Linked DNA regions of Macaca mulatta: region 1 is linked to region 2. Evidence: chromatin contacts called from public Hi-C data. All regions are on one chromosome and are shown on one strand. Each heading gives the region's core, a stretch centred on a gene start, on an enhancer-like site or on the middle of the called end of the contact. The rest is flanking DNA. Distances are from core to core; before and after follow the strand shown. Region 1 holds the start of RICTOR (RPTOR independent companion of MTOR complex 2). Region 2 holds the start of OSMR (oncostatin M receptor).

Evidence for each region. Hi-C and Micro-C count contacts between places; a contact is called where the count stands out from the background.
Region 1: a contact with region 2 is called in a Hi-C map of fetal cortex germinal zone, with 2.8 times the contacts expected there. The contact joins the promoter of RICTOR here to the promoter of OSMR in region 2. A contact is called at or near these places in 2 of 14 Hi-C or Micro-C datasets (fetal cortex germinal zone and liver).

The regions. Positions count from the first base shown.
Region 1 is chr6:40,153,815-40,160,007 of T2T-MMU8v2.0, reverse strand. It overlaps RICTOR (RPTOR independent companion of MTOR complex 2), which reads left to right and starts at 1,410. Exons shown (of 38, transcript XM_015139935.3): 1 at 1,410-1,480; 2 at 1,651-1,698. The coding sequence starts at 1,432.
Region 2 is chr6:39,931,120-39,936,910 of T2T-MMU8v2.0, reverse strand. It overlaps OSMR (oncostatin M receptor), which reads right to left and starts at 4,538. Exons shown (of 19, transcript XM_078004680.1): 1 at 4,223-4,538.

The DNA.
Region 1 (6,193 bases), core at 161-2,660, 230 kb before region 2:
ATGTATATTTTCAGACCTTTTTCAACATACATGTATATATAAAAATATTTTATAAGGCATACTTTTAATTTCGTACATAAACTTTCATAAAAACAGGAAATTTGTAATCTTTTGCTTGATTTAATATCATGAACATTATTTCCTAAGTCTACCTCTTCACTTTTAATGGTTGACATAATTTACATAATCCCTACCTTTGGTCATTTAAGTGTTTCCAAACGTTCACTGTTATTAACAACTTCAACAAATATCCCCAATATTGCTTTTTTTTTTTTCTTAAAGTAAGCAGAGCATTGGAACAAATTAGAAAACCAAGGCACTTACTCATCCAACAGATATTTATTGAACACTTATTTGTGCCAGAGATTGCATTAACTGGGAGCTGGGAAAACAGAACTGGGTAAGGCAAGATCTCCACTTTTAATTAACTTTCAGTCTCCTGGAATAGAAAGATAAGCTGAGGAACCGGAGAGCACAAATCGCTCCTCTCTTTAATGTACTTCAAGAGAAAGCTGCTGGGTCAGTGGCCAGGTGTGTGTGTGTGTGTGTATTAACTAAGCAGTTTCTAGAATTAAAATCCCTAATGTTAATAGGCTTATGCATAAAATAGATTAATCCACAACATCTGCATGATCCACGATCTTAGCATCTGCAGAGAGAGAAAAGCTGGACACACTACCCAGCAGCCTCGCCCCGGCTCCCGGCAGAGAAAACCCTCTCCCCGGCCTCCTGGCGCTGGCGCGATCCCACCGCGGGGACCGCTGCACCCCCTTCTCGCGTCCTACGCCTGGCGGCCAAAAACAAAACTGCCCAGCCACTTCCACTTGGAGAAGCCCTCCTAGCCCAGAGGGGCATCCTGAAGATCAAGGGCGAGGCTGGAAAACAAACTTTGTTCTGTGCTAACTTAGTAGGAGCAAAGCGATTCCAGGAAGGGAGGCTTAAACTGTGCGCAGCGTTTTTATAAAAATTGTTTCAATGGATACACGGGGGAGCGGGGCAGTCTGTGGCAGGGCTTGAGAGCAAGCAGGAGACTGGCAGGCCGGCGAGAGCAGGTGGCCCGCCGGCCGCATTCCGGCCTCCTCCTCCCCGCTCGCCTGCGTTTGGACGACGGCTTCCGCGGCGGCCGAAGGGGAGCATCCTTTACGCTGCCAACTCGCATCAATGGGACTTTCCTCGTGGGAACTGCCCCTCCCGGCGAACGTGCCCTCCGGGTCCGGCGTGGGCGGGTGGGCTGGCGCAGCGAACTTCGTGCAGACCTTGGGGTCGGCTCAGTGCTCCTTCCGCGCCCGGGCAGAGACAGCACCACCAGCCGCCGTCGCCGCCTAGGGGGCGGGGGAGGTGCCGCGGGGGGCGGGTGCGGCGCGCGGGGAGGGGAAGGGGTTCTCGCGCGATTGGGCGAGGTTTCCGGTGTTGTGACTGAAACCCGTCAATATGGCGGCGATCGGCCGCGGCCGCTCTCTGAAGAACCTCCGAGTACGAGGTAAGCCCGCTGCAACCCTCACTCCCCGTCGCCCGGCGCCCGCCACCCCTGGCACTTGCCTTCCCCTGGCCCTGGGTGGGGGAGCGAGCCGGGGCGCTGGCCGGAGCCAGGGCAGCCGCAGCTGGCCTGAGAGCGAATCCTAATTGGGGCTGTGTGTCTGTTTCGCGCAGGGCGGAATGACAGCGGCGAGGAGAACGTCCCGCTGGATCTGACCCGAGGTAACGCGGAGCGCCGCGGGCGCCGGCGAGGGCGCGTTGCTGGGGAGGAGCCGGGTCCGGGGCTGGGGGCCAGAGGCAGGGGCGGGCCCCGCACGGGACCGGCGGGGTGCGGGTGGCAGAGCCGGAGCCCCGCCTGCCGGCCCCCGGGAGCCGAGCCCGGGTCCGCCTCTCCGGACCCATCCCCCTTCCCGGCGCCCGCTTCCCTCGCCCGAGCCCTTCTCCGGGCCTCGGGCTGCTGCGGGTGCGGGGGAGCCCCGAGTGAAACTCGGCAGACCCAGCGACCCTCTGGGCTCGAGCTCCGGCAGAGTGGTTTGCATCTATCCTGGAGTCCGGCAGCCCAAGCTGGGGACAGCCGGAGGGAGGTAGAGGCTGTTATTTAGGTAGCAGGAGGATGTTTGAGGAAAGAGCGACCACATCCTGCCCTCCCCGTCCCCGGAGCAGAAGCCGGACCTGCTCGGTGTTTGCCGACTTCGTGACTGCTTTCCCCTTTGCCCACCGTCCTGTGGGGACCCGCAGCATTGATAACTCGGTAGTGAAACCTAGGACTGGTCATTACTGCTAAATGTCTGGTTTATGCTGTTTCCCTTCTGCTTCCCTTTCCCGGGCCGCTGGGACTGTAGTTGGCTAAAGACCGCCCCCTCACCCTGCTGCAGGTTCATTGTTTACCTTCTGCAGTGGAGATGGGTTTGTTTACACCTCCCGAACTGAGGAAACCCGGCTTATATTTTTAATGACCTAATCCCATTGCTAGCCAGTGTTTCTTGTATCACTCACAGTACTAGAGTTTATTCGACATTATCTCGTTGAAGATTTAGTAGTTACGTACAAGATTCTTTTCTCTCCACGATAAACAGGATTTAGCCTGCTGATTCCGACGAAGTCATATTTCACACGGGCTGTAGCTTGGAGTGTAACCCGGTTCAGCTGTACAGAATCGGTTTCTGAGATCTATGAAACACCTTAGGAAGTAAACAAACAAAAAAAACTTGTTGTAGACATTCTGTATGAGATCAGTTTTTTACGCTATGTCGTACCTGACGTAATGACTGTTATCTACAGTAATTTGTTAAACCTGGGCTCCTTGTTGGCTAAGGCGAGAGTGAAAGCGTAGTGCATTTTCTAATTTGTTTTATTTTGCATATCACAGTGTAAGATCACTGTTTTATAAACTGAGTGGTCAGCTTTCACTTAGCTACAAGAGTACATTTTTATAACTTAGTATTTTATTCTGAAAGTTCAGGGACTTAGTTTTGGGGGAACTAGGTCCCTTTACAAGCCAGTTTATAAAATATAATACAATATAATAGAACTTAAGTCTTGGAAATGCCTACTAATTAGATTATCAGTGCACTGATTTCCAACATTTTTTTCAGCAGATCGGTTTTGAGAATTAGTACAGAAAGATGTAAAGCTATTTACTCCTGTGCAACTGTTTGAAAACTTGGCTATAACATACATGTGAAAAATATATGTAAAATAGATTTACTGGTAAACTTCCTAACAAGCATAATTTCTACAATTTCAGGTCTGTAAAAGATGTAATTAGTTGAGTGATTTAATTTATATACAGGCATATGTGTTTTGGATGAAGGCGAAAGGGGCACTTAATAAATTTGAGTTTAACTTGTGCATTAAAAACCTGCTTAGATGTGGTGCCGGAAATAATATAGTTGTATTTTAAATTGAGTTCGTCGAGCTCATGTGTATAGTGGTTTCTCTGCTTGGTATCAAAATGTTGAGTTGTGGAAGAGCTTAGGTACGTATCTGTTTTGATAATTTTGGTTTACTCCAGTTTTACTGAGGCACACAGGTAACTCTGTTTACTATTTAAAATGCTATATTAACAGAATTTAGTAAGCACCTATGTCCATAGGTGTTTCCAGGTTAATATAAATAGTGCAGAAAATGCTGTTTCGGCTTGCCCTGACAAAATGTACTTCAGTTTGGAATAAAATATACACAGCCATTTAAAACTGATTGCAAAAATAAAGAGTGAGAGATTATATGAGATCTGTATTTCTAAATCATAAGGAAGTTTAGAATTAATCTGAATTAGTCATTTTATAGTGATACTATTGTTTTAAAAAGTTGCTGTTGTGACAAACATTTCGTTGTTCAAAGAAGGCTTGAAGAAAATTCATGAGGAATTAAAGTTTAGTAATAATTTGAGAACTGTGAGGCAGTTTGGGTTGCAGCTGAAGGGCAGCTGTTTGTGGATTAGATTACAGTATGTAAAAACATAGTTTGGGCAACCAAAAATTTTTTTGTTTAATGCCAAGGCAGTGTTTGCTTTTATTCTTATTGTTTTAATTTAATCTTTTAGAGATTCATTGTGTATATACCTAATACAGCTCATTGTAAAATAGAGGTCATGGTCATTGTAATCCCTAAAGGAGCCATCAATGTGTAGTGAGAAGAGAGTTGACTATAAAGTCAAATCATTCAGGGTTGTAACCTCAGCTGTGAGATTTAATAGTTGGGTGATTTGGGGCAAGTTATTTGACCTTGCTTTACTCCTGATTTCTTCATTTTTAAAAGAAGAGATAACTTCAAAGAGTTAAGAATGTGAAAAGTAAATGAGCTAGTTCTTAATTAAAATACTTGGCATAAGACCGGATACTTTGTGATATTTAACATTAGTTGCCTTCCTACATTGTGAAATCAGAATTGTAAAACTCACATTAAAAATACTTCAAACAGTTGTTTTGAGAATTATAAACTTGTTAATAAGGAATTATGGTATTCGAGCTTCTTTTTTTGAAACATACTGTTGTACTAATTGGGCATAGTCTATCTGAAGTTGAGTTCTTGAATACAGCAACTGTAAAGTAATCTGTGTCATTTCCAATAAATGAAGTGCAATCTTTTATATTCACTTCGGATAAAATGTGATACTGTATTTCATAGAATCTTAGAATTTTTCTCCCTGACACCAGGAAATTTCATACTATTTTAATAATGACTTGGCTAGCTTTACAAGCTTCTTGAGGCTCAGAAGAATTCTAAGTTTCATTGGTTTTGGTACCGGTGTTAGTGCTGTGGTTCATACATAGAGAACCTCAGTTAAAAATTGTTGATGGATTATTTTTTATCTAGTTTAGGAACTTCATTATAGTAGATTTTACAGTCATTGTATTGGTTAATTGTTGCTTTCAGTTTTGTTCAGACGACTGCTTAATTTGTGAAAGTCCCCAATATTTGCTAATGATGTTATTAAATACTGTCTATAATGCATGCCAAAATGTATTTTGAAGCCCAAATGCTTCCTCTTGCAATTCGTAATGCAAGGATAGACTGTCATTTCAGTCCAGTAGTGCATCTCTTACTGGTACTGAATCACTTGGAAAGATACAGTGTTCTTCCTGGGTAAACCCCTCCTGGTTTACTTTAATTATTGTGTTCAAAGTGAATTCCCAGAACATGGACACACTAGTTCAAATATAATTATTAGAATATAATTTATTTAAAAGTACAGTTGAGTTTTACAATTTTTGATTAACCCCTTTACATTTCCACTAAGAACTAAAAAACTGTTTTGGTTGCTGTTTAATACCTAGAAAAGTAGAAAGGTTATCCGAAATGATGTAGATTTGAACCCTTTTTATTTTCTAATTTCTTCTAGTTAGGAGTTTACTCATTTGTTTAATCGTTCAGTTAGACAAAATGGACATTGACTGAACATCTGTTATATACCAGATGCTGAATTAACTGCTGGAAGAATAAAAATGAGGAAACTGTTTCCCCCTTTTAAGGGGTTCATTGGAATATGTAAGGAAATGATTGCAGATGGAAAAATAAATTAAGTGATCAAACTATATAGGAAACAAAGGTAATGCGACAGTAGCCAGAGGAGAGAATGATTAACTGTCTGATGGGTAAAAGGATCAGAGAAGTCTCATAGAGGGGTTAAAATCTTAAAAGAATAATGGTGAACATAGTAGAAGGAAATATGTGCTCCCTTGGGAATATACTATACCCTGGGAAGGGGAAAGTTAGGAAGCAGAGGAGCTGCCTAGGGTGCTGCTGATATAATCTGACATGATAGAAGACGGGACCATGGTGTTGGCTACAGAAATGAAGTCAAATACATATTAAAATGGAAGAATTATCTAATTTGCTTTCTCCAGATTTCAGACTGATTTCGTAGTCCCCCCACTCTATGCAGTGAACTTTATTTCCTTATAAAAAAGGTAGAGGCTGCCCATCCAGTGTGAATTCCTCAGTTGTCTCCCCAGACTTACTGTCTTTACTCTGATTCAGAGAATAAAGCATTTCTATTCCTTTCCAAGGGTAACTTGAAAAAACTTTTGTGCTTCTAATACTGTTTCCTCAAGATTATTTGTAGAACTAAGATCTTCTCTTCATTTCTCCCTTCCAGTTGGCTTAGTTTTCTCATGTTCAGCAAGCAATTATTATGTTCTTCACATGGACCAGGTAACTATGCTAGTCATGGGCTGAAAGTGTGAGATACGGAGTGATGGCAATATTACAAAAC
Region 2 (5,791 bases), core at 3,289-5,788:
ACAAACCCTGTCAATCACATTCATTACAAATAAGAAGTACTATCACTAGCAGCATAACTTTAAATAGTAGTGCAAGACTGTATACCCAAAGTGTGGACAAAAGACCAGCAGTATAAAGACTACCTGGTAGCTTGTTAGAAATGCAAAATCTCAGGCCAGACCTTAGACCTCTTGAATCTGCATTTAGACAGTCTCCTCAGGTGATTCATATGCACAGTGAAGTTTGAGAAACACTACTATATTTAAAATATATGATATATTTTTGTCTCTTAGGATACTATCAATAAATAAAGGAAATTATTTACTGGTTCCTATTACCAGTAGGGCACTCTGCAAAACTATGAGTAAGATATAAATATGAAAAAGATCCCAGCTAGCATGTATTAGATACTAACTCTCTACAAGGTGCTTTGCTAAGTGACTTACATGCATTTATTAATTGAATCCTCGCAACAGTGCTAAGAAAAGGATTATATTATTATTCCCATTCACAAAGGAGGAAATTAAGGATAAGAAAGTTTAAAAGTAACTTATCCAAAGCGACCCAGTTAATCTGATGTGAAGCCAGTATTTGAAATCAGATAAGTCATTAACCAAAGTTCACATGACACAGCTTCCTTAAAGCTTGGAGCTCATACTAAAGTTGACATTAAAGCATTAAAAATTGCTAACAATTATAAACTCAATAAAATCTTAATTAAAAATAGGATTGTATTAAACTTGACAGGCTATTTGTAAATAGAAAATGTATGTGATTTGTAAAAAAGTTATTTTTCAAAGTACAAATATATGCTACAAGAGTTTTAAAAACACTATAAAGCTACGGTAGTTAACTTAGAGTGATACTGGTATAGGAAAAGACAAAAAAAAAAAAAAAGATCAATGAAACAGAATAGAGTCCTGACACAGACCCTTTTACAAACAGGAATTTATTTAATGATAAAAACAGAATTTCAAATGAGTTGGAAAAAAGACGAATTATTAAATAAATGCTATTGGATCAACTGTCTTAAACTTTACAAAAAAATTAAGTTACATCTTTACCTTTCACTTTGTATCTATCAAGTGGAAAAATGGGCAAACCCTTTGAAACAAGAATACCTCTCCTCGGATTCTCTTCCACAGAAATATTCACACTTGAGCAGGAAGATGAATATGTGATCTGCCCTGAAGCGATGTTGCTAATGCTGAGTGTCCATCAATACAGGAAAGGATGGATAAATTACATTCTGTTTCTACTTTAGAATAACATGTAGCTGGCCAGGCACAGTGGCTCACGCCTATAGTCCCAGCACTTTGGGAGGCCAAGGCAGATGGACTGCTTGGGCCCAGAAGTTCAAGACCAGTCTGGGCATCATGGAGAGACCCAATCTTTACAAAAAGTACAAAAAAAAAAAAAAAAAAAGAAAAAAGAAAAAAAGTCAGGTGTGGTGGCATGTGCCTGTAGTCCTAGCTTCTCAGGAGGCTGAGGTGGATCACTTGAGCCCAGAAGGTCGAGGTTGCAGTGAACCATGATCATGACACTGTACCTCTGCCTGTGTGACAGAGTTAGACCATCTCACACACACAAAAGAAGAACAACACATAGCCATTAACAAAAAAGGTACAGAGAGACAATGGAAAGGTCTCTAAGACTTGGAAAGTGAAAAAGTAAGCTGCACAATAAGTATAATAAGATCATTTGCATATTTAAAACATATGTATATGTAGTATTATGTAAATCTATAGAAAAGAAAAACAAACCTTAGAATGGTATTATCAAACTTAACCTTCCCTCTTCTGAGTGGCAGTAGGGAGGATGGTGATGGCACGTCTACATTTCACTTCACTTCTATATTGTTTGAGAATGAGTTATTATTTGTATTATTTTTAAAACATAAAAATAGAATACAACATGGAGTGCACAAATGCAGAGCAACCAGTAGAACTAAAATGAGGAGGGAAGGAAGGCTATGAAGCCACCGACACAGCTGTTGGAAAAAAATTCTCCCTTCATGTAGCTACAAAGAAGCCTGCTTGGAGGAGGGGGTTTCTCCAGCAAGGCCGTGATATTCTATTTGTTTTGGTTTGGGTTTTTTTCCCCCCATTTGGCACATTTTTTAAGAAATTTAAGGATTTTTAAGGATTTCCTCTCCCAGGGAAAGGAGGGCCAAGGCTCACCGTTCCTGTAAGTGAGCGAGACCACACTCACTAAGATTCCCTTCTATTGCAGCCAACGAACGCCCCAGACCTTTTCCACAAGGAAAACATACTCCTTCTTCTTGTCAAATACAGTACCACTGATTCCTCTTACAAAACCATAATAGTTCTGATTTGGTTTGTCCTCAGGACAAAAGGGTTACAAAAATATGAGAGATCCAGGAACACCTCTGCATGTGTTCCTGGTCTGTTCAGGTTAAAGAAAAGGGTAGAGGGGGAAATATCCAGTGTTTATGTGTTCTCCCCAATGTGGCTCGAGTCCCTGCGGAAGAAACACCCAAAACCAGCCTTTTCTCTCAAAGCAACCTTTGATACAAAAGGCTTAGCCACACCTGCTGGGACAAACGGGAACTGAGACCAAGATATAAGTCACATGGAGGCAATTTACAGCTGAGAACTAGCTCTTCCCACAATAAAATGTGAGGTGGTGAGCTTCCTGCCACTGAAGGCACTGAACAAATGCTATGTGGGAATCATGCAACTGATGATTTCCTGAAGATTTTGAATAGGTGGCTGTGGTTGGAGTTTGATGCTTTGAAAGCTCCAGAAATGATTCGCAGACACAGCAGAGTTTGGGAACATCGAGGGCTCTGAGTGCATTTTATAGCAGTCCAGGAGAGAGACAAAGCAGGAATCATAATGAAACACACTACCCAGTCTTAGAGTTTCAGCTGCAGCACAGGGATCATGAGCAGACTCCAAACCCAAATCCCGATACTGTCACCTGCTAGCTGTGTGACCCTAGCCAAGTTACAAACCTCTTTGGGCCTCAGTTTCCTCAATAAAATAAGAATAAAAAACTAGTACCCGCCTCACTCATGAAGCTTAAATGAGCTAGCATATGTCAAGTGCTTAGAATAGGGGCTGGTCCACAGTAAGTATGAACCATTATTATTTGCAGACAAGGAATCTAAGAGGTGATAAGTAGTTTGACCCGTGTTCCAAAGTCAGTTTCAATCTTGGGAATAAGACCCAAAAATTTCTTTCTCCTCCATCAGAATTCCTTCTAGCTCAAACTAAGTATCCCACATTCAATTCTATCTTCTCTGCCTACATAGACCCTTCCATTTACTTCTCTTGAATATCTTGTTCCCAAAGTGTTTTCAAGGCAGGTCTGTTACCAAGCCACTCCATCAGCAGCACCTAGCACTGTGCCTCCCGCAGCAGGGCAGGCAGGATGGATGGACGGATGCAGGCATGCATGGGTGGGTGGATGACAGGCAGATGAAGAACTATCGAGAAAGGAATCGCAGTGTCAGGGGTAAAGCCCTGGCCTGCGAAAGCCGGGCTCGGATTTCAGTGCCCTCACAGCTAGCTATATGGCCTTGGACAAGTTCCTGAACCCCTCTGTGCCTAGGTTTCCAGAATGTAGAGGACCACTTCCACTCACGTAGCTGGAGAAGAAAGTAAGCGCCCCGGACGGACACTACTGCAGCGTCGCCCGGGGGTTCCTCTCTCCACCTGTGCGTGAGCTCCTCCCGCTTCTCTAGGGACCAGGTTGAAGAGAGACACGGATTCCCAGAGAAATGGCTCTGTCAGGTGGGAGTTAAGGGTTACGAGAGGAGAGAGAGGGGAAGCAATGAACTCCCCCACACGATGTGTTGGGAGAGAGGCAAGAGGGGTTCAAGTGGGAATTTTCACTCAACAAACATTCCCCCATCATTTGAGAAAGAGGCGCTGGGATGGTGAATTTCAAACAGGCTGGGAAATGGGCGACTCGGCAGTGTGCGGCCTGTAAGGAATGAATCGTTTAGTGTTTACCCACCAGGTAGGCGGGCCAAGGGCGAGGACCCTCCGAGCGCCGTCCTCGCGCAGGTGGAAGCCCAGCCAAAGCAAACGCTGGGCAGAAGCGGCACCGAGGGGAACGGGCGGCTGCACTCCCGGTCGCGTCCAGCCGGCACGGGCTGCGAAGTTGTCGGATTCTTTCCCGCGCAGCACCGGGCTCGCCCGTCGGAAAAGCCACCGAGGGCGGCGCTGCGGCAGGGCGCGAGCCGAGTGGGACCGGGGTGTCGGGGGTACTCACGCCGCGGGCGAAGGGCTCCACCAGCCGGGCCGAGTCCTCGGCGGCGCGTGGGGCGCGGGTGCGGGCGCCGGGGCGGACGTGCAGAGGCGGCCCGGGCCGGGGCTATGAATCAGCTGCGGGGCAAGCGCCGAGGGGCGGGAGTTACGGGAAAACCGCGGGGGAGGGCAGAGGGGTGAGGTCTTTTGCAATTTCCCGTCTTGCTGCGCACTCTTGGCACTCCTGGGACCCACAGGAATTCCCTCCCTTCGGTCCCGGGGGTAGGCGGCCGCGATCCTGCGGGAGGCGCGGCCTCACAACCCGGACTTTGCGGGCGGGCGGGCACGGGTAAGAAGAGGAAGTGGGAGAGGCCTGGGAAGGAAACATGAAAACCCAAAACTCCGCGGCCGAGGCTCCTCGCCCTGCGCGCAGCGCTGCTGCTGCCCGGGCCGAGGACGCCCGGGCCAGCCGGCGGAACCAGAGGGAAGCCGAGTGACCGATGAGGCCTGGGGCTGTGTATCCCACAGGGACACTTGTCATCCCAACCCAGAGGCCAAACCCGTGAGATCCCCGGCTGAAAATCTTCAGGCAAGAGAAGTCCTTTAACCAAACTTCTGACCGTGTTTCCATTTCGCGTCCAGAGCAATGAAAACGTGTTTGAACCGAATCATAGGGTCCCCATATTTTCCCTACTTGCGTCCTATCTAGAAAGGCCCTGTCCGACAAAGTTTCTTCGGCTGCAACAGTCCCGAAGCCTTTATTTCCCATTGCAACGACATGCTACACATGATTTACTTTTCCCCTTAAAAATGTCATCCAAACTTTTTTTTTTTTTTTTTTTTTTTTTGAGACGGAGCCTCACTCTGTCGCCCAGGCTGAAGTGCAGTGGCGCAATCTCGGCTAACTGCAAGCTCCGCCTCCCGGGTTCACGCCACTCTCCTGCCTCAGCCTCCCTAGTAGCTGAGACTACAGGCGCCCGCCACCGCGCCCGGCTAATTTTTGCTTTTTTAGTAGAGACGGGGTTTCACCGTGTTAGCCAGGATGGTCTCCATCTCCTGACCTCGTGATCCGCCCGCCTCAGCCTCCCAAAGTGCTGGGATTACAGGCCTGAGCCACCGCACCTGGCCAAAAATGCCATTCAATCTTTACCGTGTCTGGGCCTTTGAAAGGTGCATTTGACCTCTCTTAGAGGATAACAGGAGCCTTCCGAGGCAGCCTCGGACTGGGGGATCCCATAGCCTCACCTGTCTGGATGCCTGACAGATCAGCAGGCAAGGGGACTTGCTCCAGATCAGCTGAGCCCAGTTTGGTTTGAGTTTGGGGACCCTGGAAAGTGTCACAAAAGGAAGGTTGTAGGAGGAGGGTGGGGTAGGGAACCAAGAGTCATCAGCAAGTATCGACCATAAACATATCTTAGAATCCTATATTGAATTGACTGGATGACTCAAAATAATGTCAGGATTATTTTAAAATGTTACTTTTATGTTTGTTCACATATCTGGCTCTTCCCCAATGTCATCCCAAGGAAAGCTGGGAATCTTTTTGTTTTTTTATTTTTCCTAAAACAAAGGCCTAAAGGCCCTAATACACTTA